Regions from separate parts of the Gossypium hirsutum genome. Here regions 2, 3 and 4 are each linked to region 1. The links are chromatin contacts, called in public Hi-C maps. All regions are on one chromosome and are shown on one strand. The core of a region is the stretch at or near the end of the contact, and the rest is flanking DNA. Distances in the headings are between cores, read along the strand shown. Region 1 holds the start of LOC107886376 (squamosa promoter-binding-like protein 16). Region 2 holds the start of LOC107886377 (agamous-like MADS-box protein AGL9 homolog). Region 3 has its middle 40 kb from the start of LOC107886364. Region 4 has its middle 99 kb from the start of LOC121227069.

What was found. A called contact is a pair of places that touch in the nucleus more often than the background predicts.
Region 2: a contact with region 1 is called in a Hi-C map of leaf, with 4 times the contacts expected there. The contact joins the promoter of LOC107886377 here to the promoter of LOC107886376 in region 1. A contact is called at or near these places in 8 of 34 Hi-C or Micro-C datasets (anther, leaf and petal).
Region 3: a contact with region 1 is called in a Hi-C map of leaf, with 3 times the contacts expected there. The contact joins the enhancer-like site here to the promoter of LOC107886376 in region 1. A contact is called at or near these places in 2 of 34 Hi-C or Micro-C datasets (both in leaf).
Region 4: a contact with region 1 is called in a Hi-C map of leaf, with 1.8 times the contacts expected there. The contact joins the enhancer-like site here to the promoter of LOC107886376 in region 1. A contact is called at or near these places in 4 of 34 Hi-C or Micro-C datasets (leaf and petal).

The regions. Positions count from the first base shown.
Region 1 is chrA03:77,913,217-77,918,561 of Gossypium_hirsutum_v2.1, forward strand. It overlaps LOC107886376 (squamosa promoter-binding-like protein 16), which reads right to left and starts at 2,175. Exons shown (of 4, transcript XM_016810306.2): 1 at 1,795-2,175; 2 at 1-143. The coding sequence starts at 66.
Region 2 is chrA03:77,122,525-77,127,869 of Gossypium_hirsutum_v2.1, forward strand. It overlaps LOC107886377 (agamous-like MADS-box protein AGL9 homolog), which reads right to left and starts at 2,520. Exons shown (of 8, transcript NM_001326726.1): 1 at 2,336-2,520; 2 at 406-484. The coding sequence starts at 2,520.
Region 3 is chrA03:78,668,235-78,673,579 of Gossypium_hirsutum_v2.1, forward strand. No RefSeq gene overlaps it. Among protein-coding and RNA genes, the nearest start is that of LOC107886364, 40 kb to the left of the region's middle. Within about 2 kb of position 3,242, at least 1 of the 9 cell types and tissues checked has an H3K27ac peak or open chromatin away from gene starts, as enhancers often do. A contact at or near this core is called in leaf, where this site is marked.
Region 4 is chrA03:77,340,489-77,345,833 of Gossypium_hirsutum_v2.1, forward strand. No RefSeq gene overlaps it. Among protein-coding and RNA genes, the nearest start is that of LOC121227069, 99 kb to the left of the region's middle. Within about 2 kb of position 2,658, at least 4 of the 9 cell types and tissues checked have an H3K27ac peak or open chromatin away from gene starts, as enhancers often do. A contact at or near this core is called in leaf, where this site is marked.

The DNA of each region.
Region 1 (5,345 bases), core at 925-3,424:
TCCTTGGTTTCCGAAACCAGGCGGCCGAGCCCTTTTAAACGAAGCAGATGATGGTGCTGATTCCATCAATGGCACCCTTCACAGTAATCTTCAGAATAACCAAAACTCTCAAATCCAACAATGGCTGGCGATTCCTAATTCACCTGCTGAGTTACAATGGACTTTAAACACCTCAATATCGCTGCAAACATTACAATGTCTTCTTATTTCTTGTTCTTCAGTCCCATCACCTTAATCAAACTATAACGTAAATTCAAGCCCCTCTTAAAATCGTTCCTTAGAAACAAATAATGGGACTTAAACCAAATCTAGAAAAATGTTAAATTTATACTTCGGGGAGTTGGGTTTTATTAAAATATATTGGGACTACAAAGTTTGTTTCTTTTTTTGGGTCATTTCAAGATGAAGAACAAGAGGAAGGGGATGATTGGTTGGGTTGGGTTGGAAACTCATAAAAATGATCCATCCATCCGCCTACTATAAATGACTCATCATATATGACCAAACTAAAGAGTCGTTGACAATTAATACTTACTACTTAATAAGTTTAAGTGGAAGAAATGAAATTTTGAATTATAACTTGAAAAATTTTGAATGGGAATGATGGTGCAAAGTTGTAAATGTGTCAAAAGAGTCATGAACATACTTGCTATTACAATGGGAGAAGTATAAAAAGAAGTCTAATGTTGACTCTTCCATTGTCCTGTTCAGCCATGTTATTATGATTCATATAAGAGCAAAACATGACTATATTTAAAAATTTCAAGATGTTTAGCAATTTGAATGATCTTAATGAATCTCATTATCTGTGTTTGTTGTTTTATAAATATGTGAATATTAAAAAGAAACTATAAAACATCATACATTTGTCAAGGAAAAGAGTGTGAAAGGAAAGGAAGGCGGTCTTAATGGTAATAGGCCCCCCACCTTTTATGATATTTAAAGTTAAATTTATCTTTTTTTGAATTTTAATAGGTAACATGGCTTTTGGGAATTGAATTTAAAAATAAGACATTGGAAATGTTGTAAACAGTGTGACATCAATGGAGTGGCACTCGCATCCCAACCACAAGTAGCATGGAAGATACTTTTGGAAAACAAAGAAAGGCCTTTGCCACAATATGTGTTTTTCTTTTTCCTTTTTATATTGAAACAAAACACTTAAAACTTTTTAAAATCCCAATTGGGCTTAAATAATAATTCGTTGGAAATGTTGAACTTGTATTGAACCCCAAAAAAAACATGTTAGTAATTGTATTTTTGTTCTTAGGTTGAGTGGGTATTTCCCAAAGTAGAGACTTTTTCACTTTATAAAGTTGGAGCAAAGGTTGGTGAATATACTAAACCCCGTTGATTTACTAAAAAGGGCGGGGGGGGGGGGAAGACCATATGGGTCTTTTTCAACCGTGACATATAGTTATCATTGCAACGACCAGAAGAAACCACTTTAGTTTACTATTAAATACATTTATTTAATTTTTATAAAATTGATATATACGATTTAAAAAATATAATAAAATATTTTTTATATCACGGCTATTTTTATTTATATTTTTTAATATTGTTTAAGGTTCAACCCACGTATATCTCAAACAGTAACAAATGTTAATTTTATTAAAATAAATTTAGTAGATAAGTAATAAAGAGACCTAAACTTTCTCCCTAAAACAACCCTACGATTTTTATTAGCATAAAGTATAGAGTTACATCTAATTTCTTAAAAAGAATGAAGCACTTTGAATTAGTATTTTGCTTACCATATATAAAGAGGTAAGTAAAAGGGTGAAGGGGTACCTGAGAGAAATCTAGCAGAAGCTGGGCACGTTCTGCAATGATAGTTTCAGATAAGCTGTGAAAAAGGAGAAAAAAAAGTTTGAAATGGGGAGAAGTGTGAAGTGAAAAAAAACTACTTTTGAGCACAAGAACAAATAGCCATTTAAGAAAGGGATTGTGAGCTTCTTAATCTATGAAAGCTAAGCTAGGGTTAAGCTAAGCTAGGGTTAATAATTTATTCAACAATGGAGATTAAGAGAGAGAAGTGAAAGTGGCAAAGGAGATGAGCATGTAAGGTTTCCAGCTTATTTTATAGGTGTAGAGAGCTTTGAAAGTTAGAAACAAGTTGCATAATAAAATGAAACTCAATAATAATGGTTGCTGAAAAGAAAAAAGAAACGAGTGGCAAGGAAAGTGACAGGGTGTTCTAATTGCTTTTTTAAGTATCAACCTTTTATCCGGAGAGAGAGGGAAAAAAAAGTACAAAAGGCCTATGTGTTGTGTTTCACTTTCCGGTTCCGATTTTATTTGTTTGTTTGTCCTTTGCTGGATGTCTTGGTTATTTAGTTTTATTTTAATTTGATTTTATCAAATATTTTTTGTTTTTTAATTATAATTTTTCTTAAAAATATTTTTTTCCTAAATTCAATTTTAGGATGATTTGTTTTTTTGTTATCTATTTTGAGGTCGGTAAGTTCAAAAATTAAAAAAGTGAAAAATTAAAATAATTTTTCTTTATAAAATTAGACGGTTAAAAGATTAATTATGAATTTTTAAAAAGATTCTTTTACGAATTAATTTGTTTTGAATATACTTCACTATTCAATTGTATTTCAGAATTTGTTTTATTTCACATGAAAAAGCACATGATTCTATTTTAAATTTTGAACCAAAACCTGAAATTCGGTAAAATAGAAAAAAAAGATTATATAATAAAGAAAATATTAATTTGGGTATATAATAATAAGGAAGATTATATCATATTGGAACCCAATTTTGCACCTGGGAACCTTTTATCATGCCATTAACATGACTATTGGGTTCAATTTAATTTTGGAATAAATAAAACAAAATTGAAGTCTAATATTTTGATTTTCTGTGTATTAACCCATACTTTTGTTGACTTGTAATTTTGGATATGATGTTTTTCTTCATCAGTAGCAGCAACAAATGGAATAATGATTGAGTAAGAGAGGGGGCATTAGGCTGTCGGCTTTAACCCTAAAAAAGTCATTATATATAAGTTTTAAATAATTTGTTTACTAATTAAAACTGTTAATGTATAAAATAATACATGTTAAATTTTTAAATATTTTTTTATAAAAATAATTATTTAATACACAAATGATGAAAACTTTCAACTCCACCAAGGGAGATAAGATTTTGTATTATTTATTTATTTTTAATTATTTAAATACAACTTAAATTCACATAAAAAAATCTCAAATTCACTTATGAAATTTTAAATATTTACAATCTATGTACCAAATAATTATTTAGAAAAAGACAAGCAATTTAACCAAAAACAAAATTTTATATTAATGTATTTAATTAGTATTTTCATTTTCATCTTATAATCACTATTATGTTTGTACTTTGTATCCAAGTAACATATTCTAATATTAATTTTAATTGCACTTATCTAGTTATTCACTTTTTGTACGTAAGTAGAGTAAATTTTTTTATCATTTAGTAAAATAGATATCATTAAAAATTAAATTTCAGAAATATACTTTGTTATGATTAACCTAATACTTATGGGTGTCAGAGTTTAATAAAATGTATTGTATCATTAAGTTTTTTTGAATCTCATTGAATTAGAATAACTATTGTAAAATTATTGAAGCACCTTGACACCGGTGAGTATCAACTCCGTGTAAAATGATTAACTTTAAATTGTAACAATATAACTTATTTTCTTAACATGTGGATAATACTTAAAACGAACTTGACACTCATGAGTGTCTAGTTCTTTGTAAAAATTAAAAAAAATATTGTACATCTTTATTTGTGGTCGATTATTTGAAAAAGAAATTACAATTTAAATTGATCTGCCATCCATGAGCATTAAGGTTCTCTTAAAACCCTAATAGAACCTTAATTCCAAAACCTATAAATAGCTCATCCAACTTCCAATCTGTAACACCCCTATCCCATAACCGTTGCCGGAATAGGTAAGGGGCATTACCAGACAGACAGAACATTTTAGACCAATTCAGAATCACAATTATCACATAACATTAATACATAGGCAATGATCAACAATTCATCCCTTATGATGGTCTACGAGACCTAAAACATACTTTTAAGGACAGTCGGAACTAAACCGAACACATTCATAAATTTCAGAACTCAGAAAATTTTTAATTCTGTTGAGGTCACACGTCCGTGTGACCAAGCTGTGTGCCTCACACGGGCACCAGACACGCCCATGTGAACCAACCATGCCAAAACAAGGCATACATACTAACTTTCACCCACAACCAACAGACACGCCTGTATGCTATGGTCGTGTGATACTTAGCTAGCTATTGACTTGAGGCCACGGCCATATGACACGCCCATGTGTCTTAACCGTGTGATCTTAAGATGTTACTGTTTTGCATACACGGCCACAAGGCACGCCCGTGTTCCCTGACCGTGTGGCAAAATACAGGCTTGGTTTAAGCCAACTTGCCACCCCTTTTTGGATCATTCCGACAAGCAATATTAAACAACATTTATACTAAAATTTTCAGCCAATTCCCTGTTCAACACATGCTTCATTATAACTAAATCATCACCATTCAATAACCTATTCAAATCCATACCAAAACACATTAAAATTCTTATTACAACAACATGCCAAAATGCTCATTTCATAGCTCACTTATAGCACCTTCTAACTCATGCTTAAACTTACCATTTCCTCAACTTGGTATATTTTAAAATGACCACCACATACAAGACTATATAACCATTACAAGTATACACAATTTGGCATCACAACCCATTTACCAAAACTAAGCACAAAACATACCATTTGCTAGCCAACTCTCATGGCATAACATATATATACATATCAAAGCTTAAATACATAGACATTCTAGCTTATACATGCCATACTTAAAAATATTTACATTTTAAAAGTACCAAAATGAGTTTGATAGTATGGTGATGATCCTTGACAGTCCTCGAGCTTGTGGTAGCTTCGATATCTAAAAAAAAAAATCAAACACACACACAAAGTAAGCTTTCAAAAGCTTAGTAAGCTTGTACTAAAATTATCAACAGTATATAAACATAAAACATTAATACATAAATATATATAAATTCTCAAATCATCTATCAAATCTATACCAATCCAATCCATAAGTAATAAACTTCACCTAGATAATGTCATCTAGCACAAAGGTATCATACATACCTGGATCTTCCCATACTTATTCACTTTCATTATTACTTCTTGCTTGAGTAATTCAAAACTTTTCGTAAATTATTCATACTTTAACATTCGCACACTTAGTGCTATAAGGGTTAGCCGAAGCTAAAATGATTCCGCACACTTAGTGCCATTTCAGTTAGCCGAAGCT
Region 2 (5,345 bases), core at 1,270-3,769, 790 kb before region 1:
ATTGATAGACAGGTTAATTACTATGTATTACTTCATTGTTTCAATCATCATCTAGCTGAAAAATGTAAGCCAAATGCATATAATGGCTAATCTTAAGAAACAAGCAACAAAAAACAAAACCAAGCCAAAACTCTAAGGTAAAATGTTGTATTAGGTAAGAAACCTTAGTAGGGAGATCAAGTAATATGCTTTATAAATATAAAGTAAGTAGAATTATGAGAAAGATGCAATGTTATGGATCTCTATGGGAGAGATGAGCTTTGTAGAGATATGAGGAATAGTTTGGTTACACACTGGATTAATGAGCTAACATGTATTCCATATAGGGAGCATAGAAACTCCAAAGAAGAAAAAACCAAGGCAGTGTTTTCAAATCTCAGTTGGCAGAGATGAGTAGCATATTACCAGAGCCTCCCTAGTTGAAACATTTGTCTCTGGTGCTCCATGGCTGCACTTCTGGTACCTCTCCAATGTTTTCATCATGCTATATATATATCAAGGTAAATGACTAAATGTTAGTTCAAGGATACAACACATTCATAAACACAATATTCGAATGGTTGAAATTGGAGCTGTATGTTGAAAAGATAAATCCAAAAACAATTATCAAAGTTCAATTAAAAAAGATGGGACAAAAAAAGTAATAGAAGTTCAAAAATCAGCCATTGAGGATCCATCATTTAACAACACACTGACAATAAAGATAAAAAGGATAATATTTTTAAAAAATAATAATAATAAAATGCTGTTAAAAAGAAAAATGCTCACTGTATCACAAAAGTTTTTATTTTTATTTTTTAAAATTTTAAGAGGAAGTAATTAAAATGAAAGCAATCTTTAATTAGTTTTTTTTCTTGGTACAATAAATTGGATGGTTTAATTATTCACCAAATGTTGGGAATCAGAACTTGTTCCTTATTATTTAATTAATGATCCAAGGTTTCCAAAACACCTTACTTAAACTAAGCTTTTAATTAAACTTACAAATCATCAAATTATACTTGTAATGACGATGAAAAAGAGATTAATTAACACAGGCAAACTGTGTATTAATTAATTAATAAACGTAGTACTACTAATCACATAATAATCAATACATTTGCGTTAATTAATATTCTAGACCAGTGGAATTAAGACAAGCAGCGCTCATGCAAGTAGATCAATTGAAAGAATTAAAAACATCAAATATTTCAGCCTTCTAAACGAAATTTAGATTTTAAAGCGAAGGAAAAGAAAGTTGAAAACCCTAACATGGGGGGCAGCAGCTTTGGGAGAATCAAAACCTTAGAAACTCAGAAGCATTGATGGAGATGTACCCTTTTAAGTGATCCATTGAAATAGATCGCAGACATGATAGAATCCATTGGAAAGAAGGAAGTTGGTTTGTAAGAAAGAAAAGACACATCTGAAAAAGTAGAAACGACAGGCTGAAATCTCTTGTTTGTCTTTACTGTTTTGATTTTGTTTTTGTAACATCTCAAACAGGTATCCTTGGGTTTTTTTTATCTGTTTTGTTTTAGAAAAATAAACCAGGTTGAAGTCTGCTTTTAGATATGGGATTAAGTTTGAAACTTTAAAATAAAACCCTAAGCTCAGATCGTGTAAATTTATGAGCTCATCGAAAGCTTTCTTTCTGTTCTTTTTTTTTCCTTTTATCTAAATAAGCTTTTGGTTGTTTATATGAGAAATTAATATACATGATCTATAATGATTTAAGAGGAAAAAAACAGGATCTAATCAAAGCTTGAACGAGAGAAATTAAAGAAAGAATAAAAGTATTCAAAGCTAATCTGCAAGAGATCTTTCAGCTTCTTATGTTAAACATGAAAGACGTTAGATCGGAGATTTTAAAAACAAACTTGTAGTTAATATATATATGTAAGGATGAAAGAGGGGAAAGGAAAGGGGTGATAAAACCAAAGAGATCAAAGAAGGAAGAGAAGAAATTAAAGTGGGAATATATATATATATACACAAGAGAGGGATGTTGTCTTTTGACGATTTAGAATTGCAGATCTAACATCAAGAAGAAGAGGAAAAACACACAGGCAAACGCCAAGACATTCACCAAAACGGTAAAACTCAAACATAGCTTTATATTATAAAATTTCACTCTTTTCTCAAAATTTTCTCCCATAACTTGAATACCCCAAAATCACACCCAAAACAGCAAAAAAACCCTCCTCTTTGAACCCCCAAAAGTCAGAAATCAAAGCAAGCAAAAAGAAAGAAGCGAGAGCTTGCGTTGTTTTACGAAAAAAAAAAACCCTGTTGGTTTTGGGGTTTTGAAAGAGGGTACCAAAAAAGAAAAAAGGTGAAATAGTTTTGGTGATACCTTGAACTACTGCAAAACTCGTACAGTTTTCCCCTATTGGAGAAGATGATGAGAGCAACCTCTGCATCACAAAGAACGGAAAGCTCATAGGCTTTCTTCAAAAGCCCATTCCTTCTCTTAGCAAAAGTTACTTGCCTGTTAATCTTGTTCTCAATTCTCTTCAACTCAACCCTACCTCTCCCCATTCTTTTTTTCCCCAATAAAAATATTATCTTTGCAATACCCCAAACACTCTCTCTTTAACACTTTTGTTCTTCTTCTTGCTTTTCTCTCTATTTATTCTGTCATGGATGATACGCTTTCGCTAACAACTTCATCCATCAAGTAATCAGAATTAACCCCCCCGCCCCCCCAACAAACAAAAAAAACTTAAACCTTTTGCTTTGTTTTACGCACTAAACAAAATGATAAGACAGCCTAAACAAAAAGGATTTTCCTTTAGGTATATTATATCTCCAAGGGACCTACTTTCTTTTGTACCTTTACTTAAGCTTCACCCATTGCCCGTTGGATCAACCCCATCCAACGGTGAGAAACAAGGAACAGCCAAAGACGAAGAAGCTGAGAAACCTTAACCAGTCAATGCAAAAGGATCACTGCCACACTGCTACGTGTCGAATGGAGAAGTACATAGACTTGTAATGATCCAACTGACCATTTTAGGGTTCGGGCAATCGTATGACCTAACCTTAAGAAGGTGAACCCTCCGCAATCTGTTCCCTTCTATTTACGTAATTACCCTTCTGCTTGGTCTTTTTAATTTTTAAGACAAATCCTTGTCTTGCAATCTTCTAACGTAATCCTAATATGGTTAACTTAATTAATTAATTAGCAGCATGTCGTGATGATGTCATGGATCATAGAACAATGTTTTTTCATAAGAATAAAGCCTTGATTTTTTACTATAATAAGTTTTATCTTGGTATTGTATACAAAGGAGTGTGCATGCTGAGATTACTGGAGTTGTGGAGTCAAATCCATAACTTTAATGATGATAACAAGAATTGCATGATTAGAGGCGAAGCAAATGTTACTGAGAGAGATAAGAAAAGCTGAAAAGAGCAAAATATATGTATCTATGTGTATATATATTTTTAATTAGTTCGAAGGTTGGAGAGTTTTGAAGGAATTAAAGGAGAAGCTTGCTAATTGTGGTTCTCACATTAATTTCTTAATTCCCCCCCTCCCTTTGTACATTTTGCAAGGAATTATTGAAACGATTGCATATGTTAGCTGCTGTATGTGATTATTTCATATAAATGACCCAAACCCTTATGATTTAGTTTCTTTTTAACTCATTTTGCATTAATTTAATGTAATTACGTCGAACATTATTTGGAATTTAGAAAAAGGATCAAATACGAAAAAAAATTAATTTTTAAATAGTTATTTCTTATACTTATATATGAATATACATTGAACACATGATAGCTAGTATGGTTTCATGATTTTATGCATCAATTTGCAATATTTTTCATACTTTCGTGCATCATTGCGTCCTATTATATGGTCCATGTTTTTGTTGGTGTTAAGTATGACTCTTATTTCAGTCAAATTTGAGAAATAATTTTCTAGTTAAACTCTGTTTATTTGTTTTAATCAAACACTAATTAGTTTAGATTATTTTATTATTATTTGGCCTATGAATTTAGCCTATAAATAGGCTCTTTTACAATTTTAGAAAATACACCCATTAGATATTAGAACTCATAACACATTTAGAGAATTTTGTATTTTTGTTTTGAGGGTTTTTTATTTTCGGGTTTTAGGGGTTTAATTTTTATCTCCATCTTTTGTACTATTTGTTTTGCCATTATAGTAAAATTATTTTTGACCGTGGTTTTTTATCCTCTTTGGAGGGGTTTTTTCACGTTAAATTTGTGTGTTCAATTTCTCAATTTATTCCGATATTTTTTTTCTTGTTGCTTAATAGGGTCGATCCTAACAAGTGGTATCAGAGCTAGTTCAATATTCATAGATCAGCCCATTTAGATATGGCAGCAATAAGGTTTGAAATTAAGAAGTATGATGATGAGACAAATTTCAATTTGTGGCAAGTTCAGATGATTGCAATTCTAGTTTAAACCGGCTTGAAAAAGGTTGTTACCGAGAAAAAGCCTGAGAATCTAAATTAAACAGAATGGGAAGAGCTTGATGAAAAGGCCTTGTTTGCAATCCAGTTATGCATCGTGAATATGGTATTGCAGGAGGTATTGATGGAGAAAACCTCATTTTCCTTGTGGAAAAGGTTAAAAACTCCTTATGCGACATCATTTGCCTTGTGGAAAAGGTTAAAAACTCTTTATGCGACTAAATTTCTGGCTAACCGTTTAGTGTTTAAAAAAAGTCTATTTACATTTCGCATGAACGAATGTGAGCTTCTTAGAGATCACATTAGTCAATCCATTACTCTTTTAAATTATTTAAAGAATGTTAAGGTTCATATTGACGATGAAGATCAGGCTATGCTATTATTGTGCTCTTTACCCTTTTCATATAAGTCTTTCAGGGAGACCCTGATTTATGGCAGAGTCAAACTCTCATTTGAAAATGTGAATGGTCATTTGTTGATTAAAGACAAACTCAACAATGAGTTTGGTTTGGATAGTAAGACAGATAAGCAAGTTTCCGTTTTGGTAGCATCAAAGAAATTACAGAAAAGGTGTCGCTATTGTAAAAAGTTAGGTCACGTCAAAGCAGATGGTTATAAACTGCGAAATAAAAGAGCTGCTGAGTGTAATGAGGAAGATGTAGCTGGTGTTAATTTGGCTGATAAAAGCGGTGATGATTTCTTGTTAGTGTCACCGAGCGATAACTCCAAGCTCACGTCTAAGTGGATCCTAAATTCGAGATGTTCTTTCCATATGTGTCCCAATAGAGAATAGTTCTCCACATACAGTTAAGTTGAATGTGGAGTTGTGAGCATGAGAAACGATTCATCTAGTAGGGCAATTAGTATTGGTACTGTTAAAATTAGGATACATGATGGGACGATTAGGACACTCTTAGA
Region 3 (5,345 bases), core at 1,992-4,491, 760 kb after region 1:
GAGAGTTAAAGGTCAAATCATAAAAAAGACATAATAATAAATTTAATCCTCAATATTTACATCTTTTGTTAATTTGATTTTTATTTTTTTTTTGAGTTAAATTTGATCATTAGCCTTTCAAAAGTAATCAAATTATTTTTTTGACAGAAATGCTAACTCAAACATTATATGCCACATTAACAAATAATTTTAAAATTATAAAAATACTCAAAAAAAAAAAAGATTACCATGTAAGCTACAATGTTTAAAAACTTAATGTTTTAGTTAATATTTCATTTAAAAAAATAAATCGATACTTTTTGAAAAGTTGATTATCAAAGTTGACTCTTTTAAAAGGTTGAAAGTCAAGTTTAATTAAAAATAAAATAAAAGCTAAATTAATATATATATATAAATTTTAAAAATTAAATTTATTATTATGCTAAAAAATTAGAATGAAAAAGAAAAAAAATACATTAAAAATGAATTTTATTATTAAGGTACTTAATATGCAGCATGGAAGGGTTTAATTGGAGGGAGAAACTGATAATTACATTGATGTTTTTAAAAAATTGAAGTTTATTTTGGTGAAATGAAAACAAGGAAATTGAAAATAGAAGATGAAGGTATTGACTTTTGAACAAAGAAATTTCCATTATTCCTTTCAACATCTCTTGAAAATGAAATACCTCATTTACAATTTGTGAATTTTAAGAAGACAAGGACAGTGTTGTATTGAACAAGACAAATACACTCCTAATGTTTTTGTTTCACATTTTGCTCCTAAAACATACGCCCCTCAAATATGTAACATCTTATTTTTCTTTGAATTTGAATATTTCGGCTTCTTTATCCCAATATCAACAACAAAAACATTTTGTTCATTGTTGTTATTGGAATTTTATTTGTTCAACCATCGTAAAACCAAAGGAAGAATTAAGAAAAATTTACTTTATTCAAAACACATTAAACTTTTAACATTAGCCATTCAATGTATTCATTTTAATTTTAATTTTTTTCAATATTGCTATATATATTTGTGAAAATTAAACGTTGATAATGATAATGAATCGCAAAAAAAGAGAAAATAGAACACACAGAATTTTTCGTGAAAAGGCAGATGAGAAGAAAATTCACTATGTCGAATTTGAATGATATAAGAGGAGTATAGACTATGCCTATTTATAGGTTTGTAAAACCATATTCTAATCAAAATCTAATAGAAGTAATGCAGTAAAGTTAAAACACTTTATTCTAATCAAATATCAAATAGAAGAAGTAAACTTCTATACTAATTCCACTTTGGCCCTCGGCCTTCGCCTTCGCAAATCTCCTTATCTTGTCACCTATGTTTTATTTTAACAGAAATTTGGGTCAGACAACTCTAATAATATTATTATAGGATGAAGACAAGAGTACATAGTGGCTTAGCCTCCTTGATTAAATAGTGTAATTGTAATTTTAATCCTTATAGTTTAATTTTTGGTTAAAATATTCTCCAAGTTTTTGTACTATTTGCACATTTGGAATTTAATCTCCTACTTTCATTTCTAAGAATTTAGTTTTTATACTTTTCAATTTTCAAGATTTAGATCAAATTGTTAATATCGTTAAATTTCTTTTATTAAATTCAGGTTCATTACCATATTTTTTTTGTTATATGGCTATTAAGTGAACATTTTATTATTTCAAAATATCAAACCAATGAGTTCAACATAAGAATTTCAATAATACTAACACTTTAATTTTAATTTTGAAATTTTAAAGATATTAAATTCTTAGAAATAAAAATGGGATTAAATTTTAAAAATACGAAAACAACATGAGCTTGGAACATTTTTTAACCTTAATGTTTTTAATGTTGACCAAATAGAAAAGTTGCATTTTTAGGCTCTTCAAAAAAAAATTCAAATTATAAATTTTTTAGATTTTGGACCCTTCCAAAGTTTTGGAATTTTATTTGGATTCTTGAAGACAAAATTTAGAAGGTTGGGCATAGCGAGAATGAAAGGTTGAAAACAAAGTTTCATACTTCTATCAATCTATCGTAACTGATGTTGTCATGTTTTTTGTCTTATGTATTTAGACGAGTTTAGTTTTTTGATGAAACTTTCAACTTTATTTTGGGGAAATGGTGTGTTTGAAGTCCAAACATTACATAATTACTTGGAAACTTTGCCTTATCATATTGCATTCTCAATCTTTGACCGACCAACAGCAACCTACCTGCATTTATATTTGCGTCAAACAATTTATTGCATTTAATTTTGGCTTACATTTATTATCCAGAATTTGTCCTTATTATCATGAAACCTAATTCACAAGTTCTCAACTCTATTCTATACCATCTTTAATTATGTTCTATTTTGTGAAAATAAAACTACTTAAACAATAATTGTTAATAAGAGCTTTATGAATTTAAGGAGTACAACAACAAAGTTTGATATTATATTCTTGGAATGTCTATTCTTTATTTTAACTTTATGTTTAAAAGTTTTGTTGGAAAGCTCAAGCTACTAAAAAAGTTACGCAGGGAAAAAAAGAATTCATTAATGAAAATGTATACATCACTCTAAATTGTGAATTAAAAAAAAAAATCACCATTTGACATTTCCATTATTCCTACCTAATGAATTGCAGAAAGGAGTCATAACTTTGAAAATAAATTAACAAGAAACTCAGCAATTTATGAGTGACCCTAGTAACTCGATGCAAAGGACTTGACATGCATCAATTATCATTGAAATCTTAACAATACAATTTAATGTTAATATTTCTTGTTTTTTATACAATAGACATAATTTGAATTCATATCAAATAAATGTCTAACAATAATTTTAATTATAATTCTATATCAGTTAAAATGATTTTAATGCCTATTAACTTTAGCATTAATAAAATAAATTTGTTATGGGATTTTTATACTAATCGCACTTGCTCTGCAATATAAATATATTTTTAATGGAATTAATTTGTACATTATGTTGTTATAAAAATTATTTTTTTGCGAGATTTACAATTATTTCTCCTAATAACATTATTTCCATAATTTAAAACCCGCATTTTTTCTCATACAATGTAACTTATCATTGTAAATATCGGTAGCATATTAAACACTGAGTCATGAGTTGGAAGTCAAACTGAAACTGAGTTGATATATACAATGCTGAGCACTTTCTTTGATATCATTAACTAGGTTGTCAATATATGTTTGTTTCAATTGAAAAAAAAATTCAGGGCCCATGAGTCGAGATCTAATGTCATGTTCCAAGCCCAACAAAGGTGTGTGGAAAGATGACTTCCACGGTTCATAAACCACACAGTTTTAGTGTGTGCGAGGCAATTTTTTAGTTAGTTTTTCTTTTATAAGATCTTATAGTTATCCTATAATATTTTAGTTTTTGTTATAAAATAAAATACAAAGAATAAAAAATAAAGAGAATCAAAGAGTAAAGAGAACATATTTTATTGATTGATGGGAATCATCTACAGTGCTTATCCAAAGTCTATATTTATAGATATAAGAAATATAAATGAAATAGAACTCCACTCCTAATTACTATTAGAATTTAAAGTACATCAAAATTTATCTACATCTTGATAGACATCCACTTAATAAATATTCATAACACTCCCCCTTGGATGTCTATTTGTTGATAATGTGTCTCGTTAAAACCTTACTAAGATAAAAACTATGTGGGAAAAAAATTTCTAGTGAAGGAAACAAAGTACACATATCTATAATACCCCTAATATGCTGCTTCATTAAAAACCTTACCAGGAAAACTCAATGGAACAAAACATTGGTTAAGGAAAAAAGAGTACAGCGCGTATTTACTCCCTCTCATGAAAATATCACATACTCCCCTCATGAAAATATCACATACTTTCTCATATTCTACGTATTCAATCTTGAATACTAGTTTTTCAAATGACTATTCGAATGTATTTGCTAAGCATTTCTATCACCATTCTTTTGAAAGTCATGAGTGAGAAAATTTTAGGGAAATATATTTTGATATTTTCAAGAGTTTCAACAATAATCATAACAAACTTTAATCATGATTCTTCTATAAAAATATAAATAGGTATTTTGGATCATTTTATAACCCTACTTCAACTACTATTCACCCAGTCAAATTTACCACATATATTAAAATTATTTCAACTACTATTCACTCAGTCAAATTTACCACATATGTTCAAATTATTTCAATTCATATAAATAAAAAATTTCTCAAGAATTTCAATATGCTTTTAGCATTCTAAATCCTTCAAGGATTTTAATATAAACTTTACTGTATAGTGATTCATAAAAGGTTGTAATAACAACCATTAGACGCAAGTTAAATATTTTATAAATTGTCGGTTTAATAATATATTTAAAGGTTATTGTATCCACCACAAAAGAATATTTTTTTCATAATCAATGCCAGGACTTAGCAAAAACTTCACATTTTATTCCGTTTTTGCAAAACTATTTCATTTGTACCCTCACTGGCTTTATACCTTTATACCTTTAGATATTTGGACTACTGGTCCAAAAACTCCACAAATTAATTGCACTTGAGTTGCATTTTTCTATTTTGACCAATCTATTCTATATTTATATTTCTCAATATATTTATTCAAGATCCTCATTTTATTTCATTATTTCAACAATAATATTGCACGCAAAAACATTATAGACCAATTTTATTATTGGTTCCACATTTTCTCGAATTGACATAACTTATCGAGATTTCTTTATTTTCACCATTTGAATCTTCAATTTAAAGTACCTGAATCTCTTCTAGACTTTTAGTTATTAGAGTCTTGGGTCTCTTCTAGAGTACCTGCCATTAAATAGCCATCTAGAATAATTTTCATCTTTGGAATAGGTCAATCTATTATTTATTCTAACTAATTATCCTACTGGGACTTTGATTCCAAATATTAGATGGTATATAACACTTGATTTTTCTCATTAAGTTTGTAAATACATCTGACAGTTAACTTGTAATAAAGTGAGTTATCCTTTTTGGACTTATGGTTCAAATTACTTTCTATAAGGATCTAGATAACAAGCAGTGATTTCATTCAACTATTATTTCTCTCCCCTTAATTTCGGGAAAGCTATCACATCAAAATAGTAATCACAAAACATGTCATAATTGAATCTCCAATACATTCAAAACATCTAATAATATAATGAAACTTGTAATTAATATATATTCCCAAATTTCTTTGATGATTCACTCATCTTTGTGCGTTGTGGTGGAGCAATTGGGACATATACATACATTCACAAATTCAAAGATGAGAAATATTTAGCTCTTGACTAAAAACCAATTGTAATGGGGAGTATTTATAACTTATTGGCTTGA
Region 4 (5,345 bases), core at 1,408-3,907, 570 kb before region 1:
TGTTCATGTATGATGTGAATGTTAAATGATTTTATAAAAAATTTGAAGGATGATTTTAATTGATTAATTTGATAAAAATTGAAATAAGGGTTAAATTGCAAATTATGTAAAATTTTAAAACCAGGATTAAATAGAGAAGATAAAGTTTGGATTTTTTATGATATGAATATAAGAATATGATATTTAAAGTATTATAAAATTGTATTTAAATTAACATGTTTTAAATATGAAATTTTAATATGATTTGTACCAATTTGAAATTGGTAAGTTAAAATTGTTATGATTTGTATGTAATTTGGAATATTTGTTTGAGTTGTGTATACGAATTTGAGATGAATTAGTGATAATAATTAAAAGTAAGTCTTAAGGCTATGAAATAAACTCAGATGATGGATTTACGTATAAATTTTTATATCAAACACAAAATTGAATTTTAAAAGTTGAAATTGAATCCAATAATAGAAAATTAAGTGTAAATGTTATGAAAAGCTTTCAAAATTTTTTTTTATTGTGATATTCTTCATCCGAATTTGTTATTGGATCAGGAAAGGGTGTTACACACTTTTTTAAAACACTTTTCAACCACAATAACAATGGAGAACTAAACCTTAAGTATTTAGTATTGTTATAAAAAAAATCAAAAAATACTTAAGAGATAAAATTAGTAAATATTATGATATTAAAAAAATATTGTAACTCATTATTAATATTTTGATATATGAAATATAAATTTTAAATATTGTTAAGCAATTAATATTAATTATTTGTAAAATTTAATTTAAATATATAAATAGTATTTTAAATATTAAAATATATCCCGTACAAATTCAAACATATAATGCTACATATTTACAATAAATTTAAATTGAGAAATAATTGTATACCCAATATAAATATTATACAAAATAAGTTTAATTATAAGTAGACCTGATCATAGGCCAAGCTATCCGCCCAGACCCGAAGGCCCACCCAAAATTAGGAAGGGCTTAGGCAAAAATATTTGGCTCGGAAAATTGGTTTGGGAAAAAAAGTTAGGCCTTTTTAAAATATGGGCTGAGCTTGAATATTCAAGGCTTGAGCCCGGCTCATTTTTAAGTTTGCAATAATTTATATTATATAATTTATAACAAATAAAAATTAAATCTAGAGTAATATATAATACTACTATAATATAAACATTAAAAAAATTAAGATAATTATTATAATTAGTAATTAAAAATTATATAAGACTATAAAATTAAACTAATATAAATATAATTTTAAAAATTTTAAAAAATAATAATATGGGCAAGCCTAAAATAAGCTTGCATTATACATTTGTAAATATAGACAAACTTAAACAAAAATTTATATCTATATTTCACTTCAAATCAAACTTAAACAAATATAAAATCTGTTAATATTATGTTTAAACTTAACTATAAATAAATGTTAAAAATAAACTACTTTTTCCAAACAAAAAATAAAAATGGGATAATAATGCGGTATGTGAATACTTTGCCTTATTAAAAATGTAATAAAAAATCAGATAAAGAGATGGATCTGGTGCGTTGAGGAAGAAGTGGTTCAGAAATTAAGAAAAGAATCAATGAAAAACCAAAGGCAAAGGCAAAGGCAAACGGCCAAGTGGGGAGGGTGAGACAAAATTAAGAGTCAAGACCACGTGGGTTTCTCTTTGTATTCTGAAGTGACGCCAAGCTTCGTGGGTTGCAACGTGCTGCAATTATACACCTATATAGGGCCAGACCACGCACTCTGCTGCTGTTGGGGACGACCTTAATTATCCACAGTAATATTAACACAACCAATTCATAAAACGCTATTTAAACTATATTTTTTAAGTTGATATTTAATTTATTTTTATCATAACTATACTTAAATTATATTTCATTATCTTCGATGGTACTTAAATTATATTTTATTATTTAAATTATTTAAACGATTTTAAAAAAAAATTCTTAATCAATCATTTTATGATACATAACACTTTTAAAATTGAAAAATAATATTTTCTTATGCTTTTTTCTTAAAAAAAAACATTATAAACATATTCATTAGTTTTGTTATTCACTCAAAAACTTCAGTTACAAAAACTTTAATAATCTGTAAAAATTTTATCAAAACCCAATTTTCAGCAACAATATTCATATTTCGATGAGTTTTTTTAGCCTCAATTTTGATCTTTTTTTCTCACCTAGATCCAAAATCCATGTATTTTTTTTAAATAATTTATTCTTTCTTTTCTATATAATTTGTATAAAACAATTATTGTTGGATGAACCTCTACAATAGAAAAAACCTAGATAAAATATAAAGCCAAATACTAGGGAGAAGTTTAGTAGGAAAAAAGATATTACAAAAAATATTATCTCACAGTTAAAAAATAAAAAAGATTTAACTAAATTTGATTTTTAATAATTTAATTTTATTCAATCTTATCTTTTAAATTAAATTTTAACTTAAAAGTATTTTTTTAATAAGTGGGATAATACCACTTGTGATAAAGAAATTAAAATATCAAATACTATTTTACTATTTAAGCTTTGATAAAAAGAATATCATTCAATTCATATTCATTTAATTATAGCCGGTTAAGAATATAGCTAAAAGAAAATGTTATCTAACTTAGAATTTGTAAAAAGAAAACCCACTTCCCCCATTTGACAGCGATACCTAACTAATCTCTCTGTGTCCTTATTTACATCACTTCAATCATCAATCGCAATGGCCCATTTGAAAGAGATGGTTTTCAGTAAAAATAAGTAATAAAAATATTCCGGTTATATGTATTTCTCCAGAATTTCAAATCGACACACGTTGCTTGTGTTGAAATTTGAGTGATGAAAATCGAGTGTAAATTGGGCGGTGGTTGAGGACCAGAGCAGCTTAAATGTAATAGAATGTCATGATTTAAAATAATGATCAAACCTGACGTGGTGATTACTTGTTAAGAATGAGGATGAATTATATTTCATGATTAATTATTTAAAAAATATTTTGTAATTATTGTTATCGAGAGTTAATGTAAATAATAAATGGTGGAGGGATGGGTTAGGAAATGTCAAATTTTGGTTGCCATTTCAAGGAAGACACTATAAATGTCAACATAATAATGACATGTGGACATTATTCCCTTTTTGTATACTTCTCTTTAAAGAAGTCACATCTAGTGGGGTTATCGGTATTGGAAGTCTTATCAGCAGCTAGGGATTGCTAAATCTACACTTGAGCTTTGCCCAAGCAAAGAAAATAGAAAAGATAAATTATTGAAGGGTGGAAATATAATTATTTATGGCATGGTTCACGGTTTAATTATAAAGTATATATATTTTTTAATTTTGGTACTTATTTTTTTAATTTGATATTTAAAAGTATCAATCACATTAAAGGGCGTTTTACTGAAAAATACTCTTTTTTAAAGTTAATTACAGAAATGAGCCGATTTTTTGGTTATTTACCGGACTAGGCTATTTTTCCCGAAAACGCGTTCACGTCAGCGTGCTTTCAGAGTACTTGTCAGCAAAACGCTTCCCTGGGGGAGCGCTTTTGTCCACGTCAGCAGAAAATGCTTCCTAGAGGGAGTGCTTTGTTGACGTGGACAAAAACGCTCCCCTAGGGAAGCGTTTTGCCCGTTTTTTACGTTAGAGTTTTTAGGGTTTTTAGGGTTAGGGTTTTTTATATTTTAGGGTTAGGGTTTTTTATATTTTAGGGTTTTAGGGTTTTTAGGGTTTATAAAAAGATTAATTGATTTGGGGTTTAAATTAACTAGTAATTTTAAATACTAAATACTAAATTAGAGTTTAAGGGTTTGCGGTTAATTGATTAAATTAGGGATTGATTAAATTAAGGTTAATTGATACATGATCGTTTAAACATACTATTTCAATATTTTATTTCTTATAATATTTTTGTAAAAATCCTTAAATAACTCTTAACGTGTAAACAACAACTTGGTAATTCGATTACTTCAGCATTTAAGTTTTTTTCCCTTATCATGGCTTAGATCATTTTATTTTTGATCCACCGGCTAAGTTTCTTTTACCTTGTAACAAGCTCATTTCTGATTTTTTTTAATTATTAATTTCTAATATACATACACAAAAAAGAAATTCTCAAAGATAACATGATTGCAGCATACATACATACTGGCACTATGCTAAGTATAGGGTTTTGAGAAAAATTAATTGAATTAAGGTTTAGGGTTTTAAGGTTAATTCATTAAATTAAATATTAATTTTAAATACTAAATACTAAATTAGAATTTAGGGTTTAAGATTAATTGATTAAATTAGGGTTTAGTGTTTTTAAATAAATTTGTGTTTAGGGTATTAGAAAAAAAACATATAAGCAATATAATTTTTTCTTAGGGTTTAAGGTTTAGGGTTTCTGCAAGAATAATTTTGAGTAGACATTTCTGAACAAATAGTGTCGAAAACGCTTCATGCAGGATGCAATGTCAGAAAATTTCTGGAAAAAACTCCCACATGGACGCTTTTTTTGCTACAGTAGTTCGTAGAAAAATAAATCTGAGTAGATGTTTCTGAACAGATAGTGTCGAAAACGCTTCAAGTAGGATGCACTGTCAGCAAAAGTTCTGAAAAAAGCTTCCACGTGGACGCTCTTTTGCTATAGTAGTTCGCAGAAACATGAGCCTGAGTCAACGTTTCTAAACAAATAGTGTCGAAAACGCTTCAAGCAGGATGCACTATCGGCTAAAGTTTTGAAAAAAGCTTCCACGTGGACGCTCTTTTGCTACAGTAGTTCGCAAAAAATGAGTCTAAGTCGACGTTTTTGAACAAATATTGTCGAAAACGTTTCAAACAGGATGCACTGTCAGCAAAAGTTCTGAAAAAGGTCTCGCGTTAAACCTTAAACCCTAAACCCTAAAAGTTTTGAAAAAAGCTTCCACATGGACGCTCTTTTGCTATAGTAGTTCGCAAGAAAATGAGCCTGAGTAGACGTTTTTGAACGAATAGTGTCGAAAATGCTTCAAGTAGGATGCACTGTTGGCAAAAAGTTCTGAAAAAAGCTCCCACGTGGATGCTCTTTTGCTACAGTAGTTCGCAGAAAAATGAGCCTACAAATGAGCCAAATTTTATTCTCAGGTTGCATAACTTACAGCAAAAAAAAAAATTAGAGAGGCGAAGAAGAAAAGAAATTGAAGATGAGTGAACGTATTAGTGCTGTTATTTACTATGATGGTGAGGTCTGTAACACCAAAAACGGTGTTGTTTTTTATCGGAGAACACAGCGAGACTGGTTTTTAACCAGAACATAGATTTGATAGAACTTCGTAAAAGAATTAGGCGTAAAATCTTCGGAACGACGCCAATGAAAGTTTTGTC